2 separate regions of the Bos taurus genome follow, and region 1 is linked to region 2. Evidence: chromatin contacts called from public Hi-C data. All regions are on one chromosome and are shown on one strand. The core of a region is the stretch at or near the end of the contact, and the rest is flanking DNA. Distances in the headings are between cores, read along the strand shown. Region 1 holds the start of GTF2H1 (general transcription factor IIH subunit 1). Region 2 holds the start of SPTY2D1 (SPT2 chromatin protein domain containing 1).

What was found. A called contact is a pair of places that touch in the nucleus more often than the background predicts.
Region 1: a contact with region 2 is called in a Hi-C map of skeletal muscle, with 5 times the contacts expected there. The contact joins the promoter of GTF2H1 here to the promoter of SPTY2D1 in region 2. A contact is called at or near these places in 2 of 11 Hi-C or Micro-C datasets (skeletal muscle and an unstated tissue).

Annotation. Positions count from the first base shown.
Region 1 is chr29:26,351,762-26,357,508 of ARS-UCD2.0, reverse strand. It overlaps GTF2H1 (general transcription factor IIH subunit 1), which reads left to right and starts at 1,800. Exons shown (of 15, transcript NM_001046150.1): 1 at 1,800-1,971. It also overlaps a transcript of HPS5 not described here.
Region 2 is chr29:26,099,912-26,105,562 of ARS-UCD2.0, reverse strand. SPTY2D1 (SPT2 chromatin protein domain containing 1) reads right to left here and starts at 2,110. Exons shown (of 6, transcript NM_001205738.1): 1 at 2,036-2,110. The coding sequence starts at 2,095.

The DNA of each region.
Region 1 (5,747 bases), core at 551-3,050, 250 kb before region 2:
CACAGTTAGCCTAGCAAAACACTAAGCAAACAGAGGGTGACCATAAATGCTTACCAAAGTCAATGAAAAACCTTTTCAAGAGTTGGTTTACCAAAGGTCACAGAGCTCATAAGCAGAGGTGAGACTAAAATCCACTAATCTTGAGTCCAAATCTAATTACCTTTCCATTTCCCCTATTGCTTGATGGCAACATAAAAAGCAGTTGGATCAAAAAAAAGGTTTTTCTCTTGGCCTGCTGCTGCTGCTGCTAAGTCGCTTCAGTCGTGTCCGACTCTGTGCGACCCCATAGACGGCAGCCCACCAGGCTCCCCCGTCCCTGGGATTCTCCAGGCAAGAACACTGGAGTGGGTTGCCATTTCCTTCTCCAATGCATGAAAGTGAAAAGTGAAAAGGAAGTCGCTCAGTCCTGTCCCACTCTTAGCGACCCCATGGACTGCAGCCTACCAGGCTCCTCCGTCCATGGGATTTTCCAGGCAAGAGTACTGGAGTGGGGTCTCTTGGCCTAGTACTCATTTTACTGAACCAGTGTTTGCTGTGCGAACACCCAACGCAAATAACAGCGTTCTCTTTTCCCCACTAGATGCGTGGAAGGAAGAAGAGGCAAGAGAGAGGAAAAAGGAAGAAAAATTACAGATATTATGCCAAGGGGAAGTTGGGGATTTACTCATAATGGGATCTTTCTATAAAGAAGGCTAAACGCCAAAGAATTGATGCCTTTCGAACTGTGGTGCTGGAAAACACTCTTGAGAGTTCATTGGACAGCCAGATCAAACCAGTCTATCCCTAAAGGAAATCAACCGTGAATATTCATTAGGAGTGATGCTGAATTGAAGCTCCAATACTTTGGCCACCTGATGCGAAGAGCCGACTCCTTGGAAAAGACCCTGATCCTGGGAAAGACTGAGGGCAGGAGAAGGGGAGACAGAGGATGAAGGTTGGATAGCATCCTTGACTCAATGGACATGAGTTTGAGCTAACTCTGGGACACAGTGGAGGACAGCGAAGCCTGGAGTAGTGCAGCCCATGGGGTCGCAAAGTCGGACACGACTGAGTGACTCAACAACTCAAGTAATAGAGAACTCCTCTCTACCTTAGACCAAGAAATGGCGACTCACTCACTCATGCACTCAACATGCCTTGCACGCATCACTGCAGACATCTGACCACAAGCTCCCTGCCTAGCGAACTCCGAACTTAACAGCAGTTAACTTTAATACTACATTCAGATCTCTTGAAAGAAGCGGCGGTAATCAAGTTTTCAAAGTCAGGCTCCCAGCCTGTAGGTCTCAGCCCCTCTCCACCACCTCTAGGCTGGCAGCCCCCAACTTTCTGTGGGTCACAGCATCTCTCCAGGTTAGGCGCCCGCACACTCACCGCGCGCTAAGAGCCGCACCTGAGCTTCAGTCTTCCCTCCTACTCCTCCCTCCCAGGCTTACGTCATCCCGGAGCGCCGGGGACGCCGAGACAAAGCTGTTAACGGTACTTCCTCGTCACGTGACGGGTTACGCCCTGCTTGCGCGTGGTCCCTCCCCCTCCGGCCGCGGTCGCGATTACGCTCTCTGCGGCCTGCCCGCTGTCGGCCGAAGACGCAGCGCCGAACGGGACCGAAGGAGCTCTAGGCCAAAGGGGTGAGACAGCTAAGTTCCTGGGACCTTTCACCGCCTAAAGCCGGCGAGAGGAAATGAAACAGGCGCGCACCGGCGGAGGAGGGAGGGAACTAGCGGAAGGTGTCATGGCGGCCGTGCTCTGGGGTCACGTGTCCCGCAGACCCGCCTTCATACTTCCGGTCACGTGCCCTCAGAGTTCTCGCAGCCAGCGATGGAGGCGAGACCCCCTGGTAACAGAGGCGGTGGCGGCGGCGGCGGCTACTGGGTTTCAGCCTCTTTCCCGCAGCGTCTCTAAGAAGCTCAGCGGAACTCGACTCGACCCAGCGCAGTAACTTACTCCCTGCCCAGGGCCGTCTCCCACCTGGTAAGTTTAGACCGAAAAATGGGGTGGACGGTTGGGTGATGAGCTGACAGGCCTGGGGGCCGCAGGACGGCACGGTATCTGCCCCTTTTTCCTGTATCCCTGTCGCCGTTGCTGCAATTCCCAATTCTGCTGTCGGTTAGCCGTTTATTATAATGAAGAGAGGAAGAGGCGACTCCTAATCTGCCTGTCTATAGGAAGCCAACTCCTCCACTGAAAGCAGGGACTCAAAGATGTACCCGAAGCTGGGATAAGACTTGGCTCATGAGGGTGAAGGACGTGGAGGCCTCTCTCTGGCTGAGGAGCCCTTCCCGTTAGAAAATGTGCTATTGAGTCTTTCGGTTTCTGTTAAGGGAAAAGCTTTCATCTTAGTTCCACACTCCTTTTGCTTCGCTTGTCAATTCCTGTCCCTCTTAAAACGACCTTAACACGTGTGCCAGTTCACCCCGTCCCCGCCACTCACACACCAAGTTTTGATCTATGCCCAACTTGATCATGTTTAAGCACCAACACATGGAAATATATAGTTATTTTAGAAATTCTCAAAGGCTAAATTGTGTAAGGAAGTGTTTTCGGTTGACTCTTAAACACCTGTTTTAGGGTCTATAAAAAGAGGGAGGGGGAGGTGTGACGGGAGGAAAGAGATAAAAACTTAACCTTTTGCCCATTAACAGACCCAGTTTTAAAAACATACCAAAACTGTGTGGTTTAAAGTATACCTTGCAGTAAGTACTGACTCCATAAGGAAGTGGAACAATTTTTCCTAGTGAATTCTTACCAGAAACCCCAGACAAATAAAGCAACATGCCATGGTGGAATTGCATTTGGGAGCACCCATCCTACCCACTCAGCCTCCCCTCTTGGAACAGTTTGAAAATCACTGAACTCGACTTTGGTAACTAAAGCAAGGTTGCCAACCCTAAGGTAGATTTTGAAAAATCAAAGGTAGAAAAATGAAATGGAGAGGTCACAGCAGAGGGGAAGGTAACCTCTAGTATCAGGTTTATGGCATACAAAAGAACTAGGCTCTAGAACGAACTTTGTGTCCTTTAGCTGACCAAAATCCCTGGTTTGGAAAAGAGGGAGAGGTAATTTGGAGCCATTAAACCTGTTCTGCTACTCTCACTCAGCCAACACGTAGCAGTGCAGCAGATTTAAAGATTTGAGTCTCTTCTGCGTGGTATAATAAGAAGTACCTCAGTTCAGTTCAGTCGTATGGTAGTGCTAATGTGGAAAAAAAATCACAAACGCAGAGAGAGCTGTTTACTAGGAAGGTTGATGCAAAGACAGGAATTGGCTAAAAACAGTGCACCAGACGATCAGCTTTAGTCAGTTGTGGCTGCTTCCTGTACCTCCTGCCCTAAAGGCTTATATCTTCTTCCTGATGGTCTGTCTGTACATCTTTTAGCCCTGCTTTTCTGTGCTGCTGGTTTTCCCCTCACCATCAGAAGTTGTCAGGTGTACCTTGAGCTTTCCAAGCATCTTGCCCACTGTTTCTACTCCGTGGATACTGCTACTGGAAGTGTCTTTAGTCGTTTCCTGCTTTCTGCACTTTGATTACCAGCTGATTGCTCTCCTCTCACTTTTGGCATCCTCCTGTTGTCGGCATGCAGTATTTATTAGTGGATACAAGCCTCACTTCCCTCTGTCTTGCATCTCTGTGGCATTTCCTCCGCCTCCCTCTCCCTGCACTGCTGTAAAATGAAAAAGTGCTTGGTCTTAAAATTGCTACCTCAGTTTTTCCATTTAATGTCCTCCTTACATATGTGACTATCCTTAAAACAGTACATTTTGGTCACTCTGTACATACTTCCAAGGTCTTATTCCCTGTAGTGCTGAATTGTTAACATTTTTTAGGATTGCCTGACGGCAAGCAGCATTCCAGATCTCCATTTTGTATGCTGGCAGACACAGAAGCACTTTCTCTAATAATCCTCTTTTTAGAGAGAGATACGGAATTTATTTCATGTGTCGCTTGTTTTGTTTTCCTGCACCATTTATCTCTCACATTGGAAAGGGAATGGAAATGCAGAGATACAGGATGTAGGAAATGGAAAGTTAAAGATTTCTGCCAAACAGTTTCAAATTCTTCTTATCCCTTTTTACTTATAAGCCAGTTATTGGAATCTGTGAGGAATGGTACTCTGCTCTGTAAATTGAGCTCCTGGAGTTTATTCCAGAATGTATGTACAAAGGTTTCTTGTTTCTTAACCAAGATCGTATTCTTTTAACAGCAGAGATCTTGCATAGATGTCACAGGTGCTTATTGGACTGTTGCCTCAGGCTTAAATATGCTGCTGGGCTCTGTATTGCCATGAACAACATATGCAGCCTCTGCCCTTCTTTGTGAAGCTTGCAGTCTTGCCAGGAGATAGAAGTTAAAGAGTTAACTTTAAAAATTAATTACAGTAGTGATAAGTGCTGTAAAGAGAAGAACAGGAAACCTTGCCTGGTGACTTTGAAACTTGGAGGAGACCAAAAAATGAGTACAAGCAAGTTGATGGAAAGGGAGGAGACTGTGTCAAGGCCCAGTGCAAGTAAATATTTAACTGCAAGTGAATTAACGCCTTTGCTGGAGGATTTTGCTATTTAAAGCAGTCTTGTGGCAGATTATTTCATAAAGTAATCTTTTAAGTAAAGCTAGATCTTCATCAAGCTGCTTTATTTAAATGTAACGGCATCAGTATTTTTCCTAAACAAAATATTCTGTGGCTCTTACAGAGTTCTACTAGAAAGATCTTTTTGCCTCCCCAAGGAGCCACCTTCAGGAAAAATCGAGAAATCTTAGACGCCATTGCAGGATGGTACCACTGGTTCTGTTAAACTTCCTAAAACTGGTCCTTCTATAGTTAACAGAGGTACTGCAGATGAGCAGGGAAATTTGCCAAGCAAGTTATCTGTAAGACAATCAACTAGTTATTCCCAGTGTTCAGTGACTTGTCTCTGATGCATTGTTAAAGCTCCCTCTAAATGGATTTTAATATGAATGGTTTTACCTTTTGTTTTTCCAAATTGATTTAAAGTAGCCAACTAATAGTTCCTTTAATCTAATTTATCCTCCACTCTACAGTTCTATGTCTTCATTCATCTTTCTTCCTTACCGTCCCATCTCAGAAAAGTTTTTCTGTTCTTTTCCAAAGCTAACACTTTTACTTGTGCCTGTAAGCCCAGTTAATTGGGGACTTTCTCTATCAGCTGTCCTTGCTTTTCCTCCATACATGGACATACTGTCATATTTGCTTGTCACCCTCCACACACCCTCCCCACATGTCTTTCTCAGATTTTAATTCATGTTTCCTAAAACATGGTTCCTGTGGTATGGAGTTTAATTTTACAAAGTATAGGTAAGTTTTTAAAAATTTTGTAATAATTTGTTATAATACTAATGTAAAAATATTTAATGGTTCCATAGATGTTATACAAATTACTATAAGTTAAAGTTTTAATACTAAATAAAAATAATATTACAAAACTTGAAAATAACAGTTGTTCTAATTCTTAGCACACTACCTACCTGTAACATTTTCCCATGTTACCTTATAGATACAGTTTGATAGATCATAAACTCTTGGAAAGACTTTTTTTTTTTTTTTTTTTTTAGGTATTTAGTTACTTGACGGCACTGGGTCTTAGTTGCGGCATGTGGGATCTAGTTCCCTGACCAGGGATCAAATCTGGCCCCCCTGCATTGGGAACCCAGAGTCTTAACCACTGGCCCACCAGGGAAGTCCCTGGAAAGACATTTTTAATAACTTTTTCTCGTTACAAAATACAGTGTT
Region 2 (5,651 bases), core at 861-3,360:
AGCCTCCCTTGGATTTTAGTCTAATCAACGCCAGTATATTTCCTTTCTGTAACAAAGGTGTGAAAAAGGAACTTGATGACTGAAATTCAAAGTCAACTATGATACGATCCAAATGGAAGGTGGGGACAAAGATGGCTAAAAGAGAAATACAAACCAAGCCCTAGAGAAGGATGGATAACTCAGTATTTGTGAAGCAGGGTATGTGTGCGTGTGTGTGGTGTGTGTGTATTGTAATGCTGTTTGACTTGGATGTTGGTTTATAAGGATACTTGCTTTGTAGTACTCTCACACTGTGCAGTATGTTAGATTTCAGAACTCATAGCGTGAGCTAAAAGGCTTCACTTGGAGCTGATAAACAATATAACTTAAAACAATCAGATGACTTAAGATCATGGATGAAATTTAACACAATCTTGCTCTATTCCTCAATAATTTCTTTTGTGTTTTACTGTTATCTGAAGTAAAAAGATAAGGATTATAGTGCTGATAACTAAATGAAACCTCCAGGCTCACTAGCTTTTGGGGCGAGTGGGAGGGAAAAACATACTTTCATGAAGTATATGCCTATATTCATCTATTAAATTTTAAATGACCTCACCAATTCACCCATTTTCCTTTCTGCTTCCAATCTTTGTTATTCCAATCATAGATCAGTAATGTATATATTCTGAAATACAGACATAATTTGAAATCTCCCACTCTAGAAATATGTACTTCTCTGTCAGCGATCTTTGGTTTTCAGAAGAAACAACTAACTTGGTTCTGATTCTTCCACAGTCCTGGGCTTCAGGGCAAGTATTATCTTTCTTTGACCTCCACTGAAATTGAGGAGGATGTAGAAAGAAATATGGACCCAATTATGCAAAGATAAATGCTACTAGATCCAATATTGACTTGCCTAGGAAATTTACAGAGGCTGAAAATAATTCTGTCTTTCAAGGTTTCATAACTTCAAGATCATTCAGAGTATTTGAGATGGGATGCGAATACATACAATAAACTGATCAATATCGGTTTTATTTACCAGTTATTTTTACATCAATATCTTCAAAAGAGTAAAAGAATGAGCACAGGAGAGGAAAATAAATATTGCAAGTATACAAAAATCTAAGAAATGCAGAACACATGATGAGAGCTCAGTAAGATCTAGTTGAACTGACTTAAAAAGAGCGCCGTTTGAGCTCCACACCTCGTCGCTCAAACCGCAGGTATCACAATGCAATTTATCGGTTTACAGCTGGGGCTGTGGTACCATCTGAGGATCCTGAAATGATTAGTTTATGCAAAACAGCTACACCCTCGCAAACCAGGCCCTCACCACCACTACTGCATTTAGATACTGAAGTCTTACACCGCTCAGCGAATTAGCGAACCTCACAGGGTAAATGGGACCTAGATTTCAAACAACAACTAATCTGGAAGACCACAGGTAAACGGAAACTGAAACTATTTCTCTCATTCTGTTGGCCAAAATTTCGTGGAATCCACTCACACTCCCTTCCTAGGGAGGTGATAATTCAATCACCTGGTTGGCTGAGTGGGTGGGGAACACAAGTTTAAAAACTTGTTCGGGAAACTACACAACGTTTGACTCAAAGATCAGCGGAAAATCAGCTCAAAAACTATCAGGCCAAGTCCCTAATACTCCTGAACTCCCCAACCTCTGGGTTGAAGTTTATGCCGAAGCTAGAAACTACGAGCATTAGATTCCACTACGTGCCAGGCACGGCTCTACTCTCCAGCTTTCACGCAACTCTAAAATACCCTAAACGCAAAGTTCAAGTTGTAGGGGTAACTAAGCCGAAACAAACCAAATCCGCTCGTCAGCACGCACTCGCTTGCTTATCTCAAGCCCCCAGTAACTTCACCCCCCTGTACCCAGAAGTACATGTCCAAAAGTAAAAAAAGAAAAAATACGGCGTCCAGATCTTTCTTATCCTGGAGCCGGTGTGCTGATTCCTGGAAGTTCCAAGGACCACACACTCGGAACTTGAAGACCAGGATCTCCTATAGTCGCGCCCCGGCTGATACTTACCGGCACGTTGTTGACACCCTGCGCTTTGGAAGCTATCAGGAGAATTTCCCTAAAGTCCATTCTGGTCGAGGAGGAGGACTGGGCCAGCCTCTCGGAGAGGAGGGAAAGCGCGCCTTACCGAGGCGACCAGCAACAGCCTAATGATCTGTCTGGCCAGCCTCTCTCCCACCCCTCCTCTGCACGACCACTTCCGGCGCTTTCCAATGCCGTCTGCCCGCCCACTTTCCTCCAGAGGCCAGTATCCTTTCAGGCCCGCCGCTTCCCTCGCGAGTCTTTGGCGTAACTTCCGCTTTCAGGCTCGAGACACGTAGAAACGTGGTACGTGGCTGCTGGCGTCCGCTCGAAGGGGCGGGACTAAGCCCTTCCCGGACCAAGGAGACTCGACCTGTAAACTGGGGGGCGTGGCCAACGGAAAGAGCCGCTTCCCTGGAGGCGCTGGCGCAAGGCCTGTTTTCGTGCTCCGTGTGCACTCTCGTGCGCTAGAGCGAGGGCGGGGTGAGGCGTTACTACCGGCTATCTGAGTGTCACGGTTGGACGCTCAGGTCCGAGACGGCGGTACCTCAACAGCAGAACCGACAGGTCTCGAGCAGGGGGTTACAGTTAGGCGTTTGTAGGCACTCGCCAGGCTGCGCAGATGCGAACGACACCGACTGGTCCCCTGTCCTGGGAACGCTTGATTCTTCGCATCCCGGCATAGGGTGTGTGGTCACCTCCTACACAGATACAGGCGTGTGATGTATAGAGGCGCCCGCTTACTGCTTTTGCTTCATTTTCGATAATAAGCCCCACGTAGGGCAGCCAACTGTGCTTTGTGTAGTGGCTGAATGGAGAAATTTCTCACAGACCCAGCCTAGATATATTTGGTGCACTGATCAAAATGTACATATATGGCCCAATTTCACATTTGTTGGGAGTCCAGTCCTGGCTTCCTCTTAAGGGTTATTTGGGGTCTCTAAGGTCATTTCTAATTAGTGTAAAGTACACTAATCAGGCAGACTGGCTGTGGCTAAGAATAGGTGGGAATCCACCGCAGCCAAGCAGTAGGGATCTTCCAGTGTGATGAAATTGGTCCAAGACTGGTTATACTGATGGCTGGGCTATATTTTTACTAATCATCGTACTCTTAAAACAAGTCAGTTTTACAGTGTGTAAATTATCTCAATAGGGTAAATTATCTCTGGTGGTGGTATATTCGTTAAAAATCTGACTGCCAATGTAGGGGACAGGGGTTGGATCCCTGGTCTAGGAAGATCCCACAGGCCACTGAGCAACTGAGCCTGTGCTCTATAAACTGTGTTCCACAACAAGCAATGAGAAACCTGCGCACCTGCAAGGAAGAGTAGCCCCTGCTCACTGCAACTATTGAAAGCCGGTGGGCAGCAATGAAGACTCAGAATAGCCATAAATAAATCTTTTAAAAAATCATCTCAATAAAGCTATTTAAAAGTATTAGGCAAAGCCTCTCTATCTTCCTCTTCCAATTAAGTTTTAAGGCTGAGGTGTGACCCTGACTACATTTCCCTGTTTAAGTTTGCCCAAAAAACAGACTGAGATTAAATCTTTGTCCAATGGCAGAACTGTAGTTCGCAAGGTTTTTATTCCATGTGGGGAGTCCAGCATAGCCCACGGTAGCCTATGCCATCTTGTTGTTCAGTCGATAAGTCATGTCCGACTCTTTGTGACCCCATGGACTGCAGCACAGCAGGCTTCCCTGTCCTTCACCATCTCTCTGAGCTTGTTCAAACTCATATCCATCAAGTTGCTGATGCCATCCAACCATCTCATCCTCTGTCCTCCCCCTGGCCCATTTTTCCTCATGCTTTCAATCTTTCCCAGCATCAAGGTCTTTTCCAATGAGTCAGCTCTTCACATCAGGTGGCCAAAGTATTGGAACTTCACCATCAGTCCTTCCAATGACTATTCACGGTTGATTTCCTTTTGGATTGACTGGTTTGATCTTGTAGTCCAAGGGACTCTCAAGTCATCTCCAGTACCACAAATCAGTTCTTCAGTGCTCAGCCTTCTTTATGGTCCAGCTCTCACATCTGTACATGACTACTGGAAAAACCATACCTTTGACTACACTGACCTTCGTCATATTGCCTTGCAAATACATATCAATCTGTTTTAAATAGTTCACTTGCAGAAGGCCAACTCTACAAGTATTTCACCCTCATGGGATTGTGGGTTATAGGGAAGCTTGAGTGTAATATCAATATATTGAAAAAACTAACATGTCAGATTCCTTATCCATTAAAAGTTAAAACATAGATTTTAAAATTTTCTCCTAGTGGTTCTCTATCCAGTAGGCAGAGTCATCCTTCAATGGTTTCCCATTGTTCTTAGGATAAAGGACAAAATCTTAATCCTACCATGGCTTGAAAGGACTGCTATGATCTACCTGCACCCTCATCTTTAACATCATCAGATAGATTCATTTTGTTAGAAGAACCAAGCTCTCTTCTATTCCAGGCCCCTTCTCTATAATCCCATCTGCCTGGTATGTGACCTCTAACATTTGCTGGGCCAGCTCCAACTCGTTTCAGCACTCCATAAGCTGATGGTGATGGATATCAGGGTTCAAGGGCCAGTTTTGTTGATTCCTAGGTATTGTATGAGGCAAGTGCTTAATCTCTCTCTGTACCTCAGTTTAATCTATGATAGTAAAGTAATAATGATAGGATTATTGTAAAATAATTCACGTAAGGACTGTACCTGGCTATAATGGGATGTATTGTGTGCCCCCCCCCCAATTTCATTGTTGTTGACAGAAATAAGCAACAATCTATAATGGGAATGAGAAGACTCTTGAGAGTCCCTTGGACAGCAAAGAAATCCAACCAGTCCATCCTAAAGGAAATCAGTCCTGAATATTCATTGGAAGGACTGATGCTGAGGCTGAAAATCCAATACTTTGGCCACCTTATGGGAAGAACTGACTCATTGGAAAAGACCCTGATGCTGGGAAAGATTGAAAGCAGGAGGAGAAGGGGATGACAGAGGATTAGATGGTTGGATGGCATCACCAACTCGATGGACATGAGTTTGAGCAAGCTCCAGGAGTTGGTGGTGGCCAAGGAGGCCTGGCGTGCTGCAGTCCACGGGGTTGCAAAGAGTCGGACACAACTGAGCGACTGAACTAAACTGAACTGAATAATGGGACTAGAAAAGAATTTTATTTGAAGAATTGATACTTTTGAACTGTGGTGTTGGAGAAGACTCTTGAGAGTCCCTTGGACTGCAAGGAGATCCAACCAGTCCATTCTAAAGGAGATCAACCCTGGGATTTCTTTGGAAGGTGTGATGCTAAAGCTGAAACTCCAGTACTTTGGCCACCTCATGCGAAGAGCTGACTCATTGGAAAAGACTCTGATGCTGGGAGGGATTGGGGGCAGGAGGAAAAGGGGACGACAGAGGATGAGATGGCTGGACGGCATCACTGACTCGATGGACGTGAGTCTGAGTGAACTCTGGGAGTTGGTGATGGACAGGGAGTCCTGGCATGCTGCAGTTCATGGGGTCGCAAAGAGTCGGACACGACTGAGCAACTGAACTGAACTGAACTGAACTGACTGATGGCAATGGATGCCAACTAGACTTAAGTGCTAATCATTTC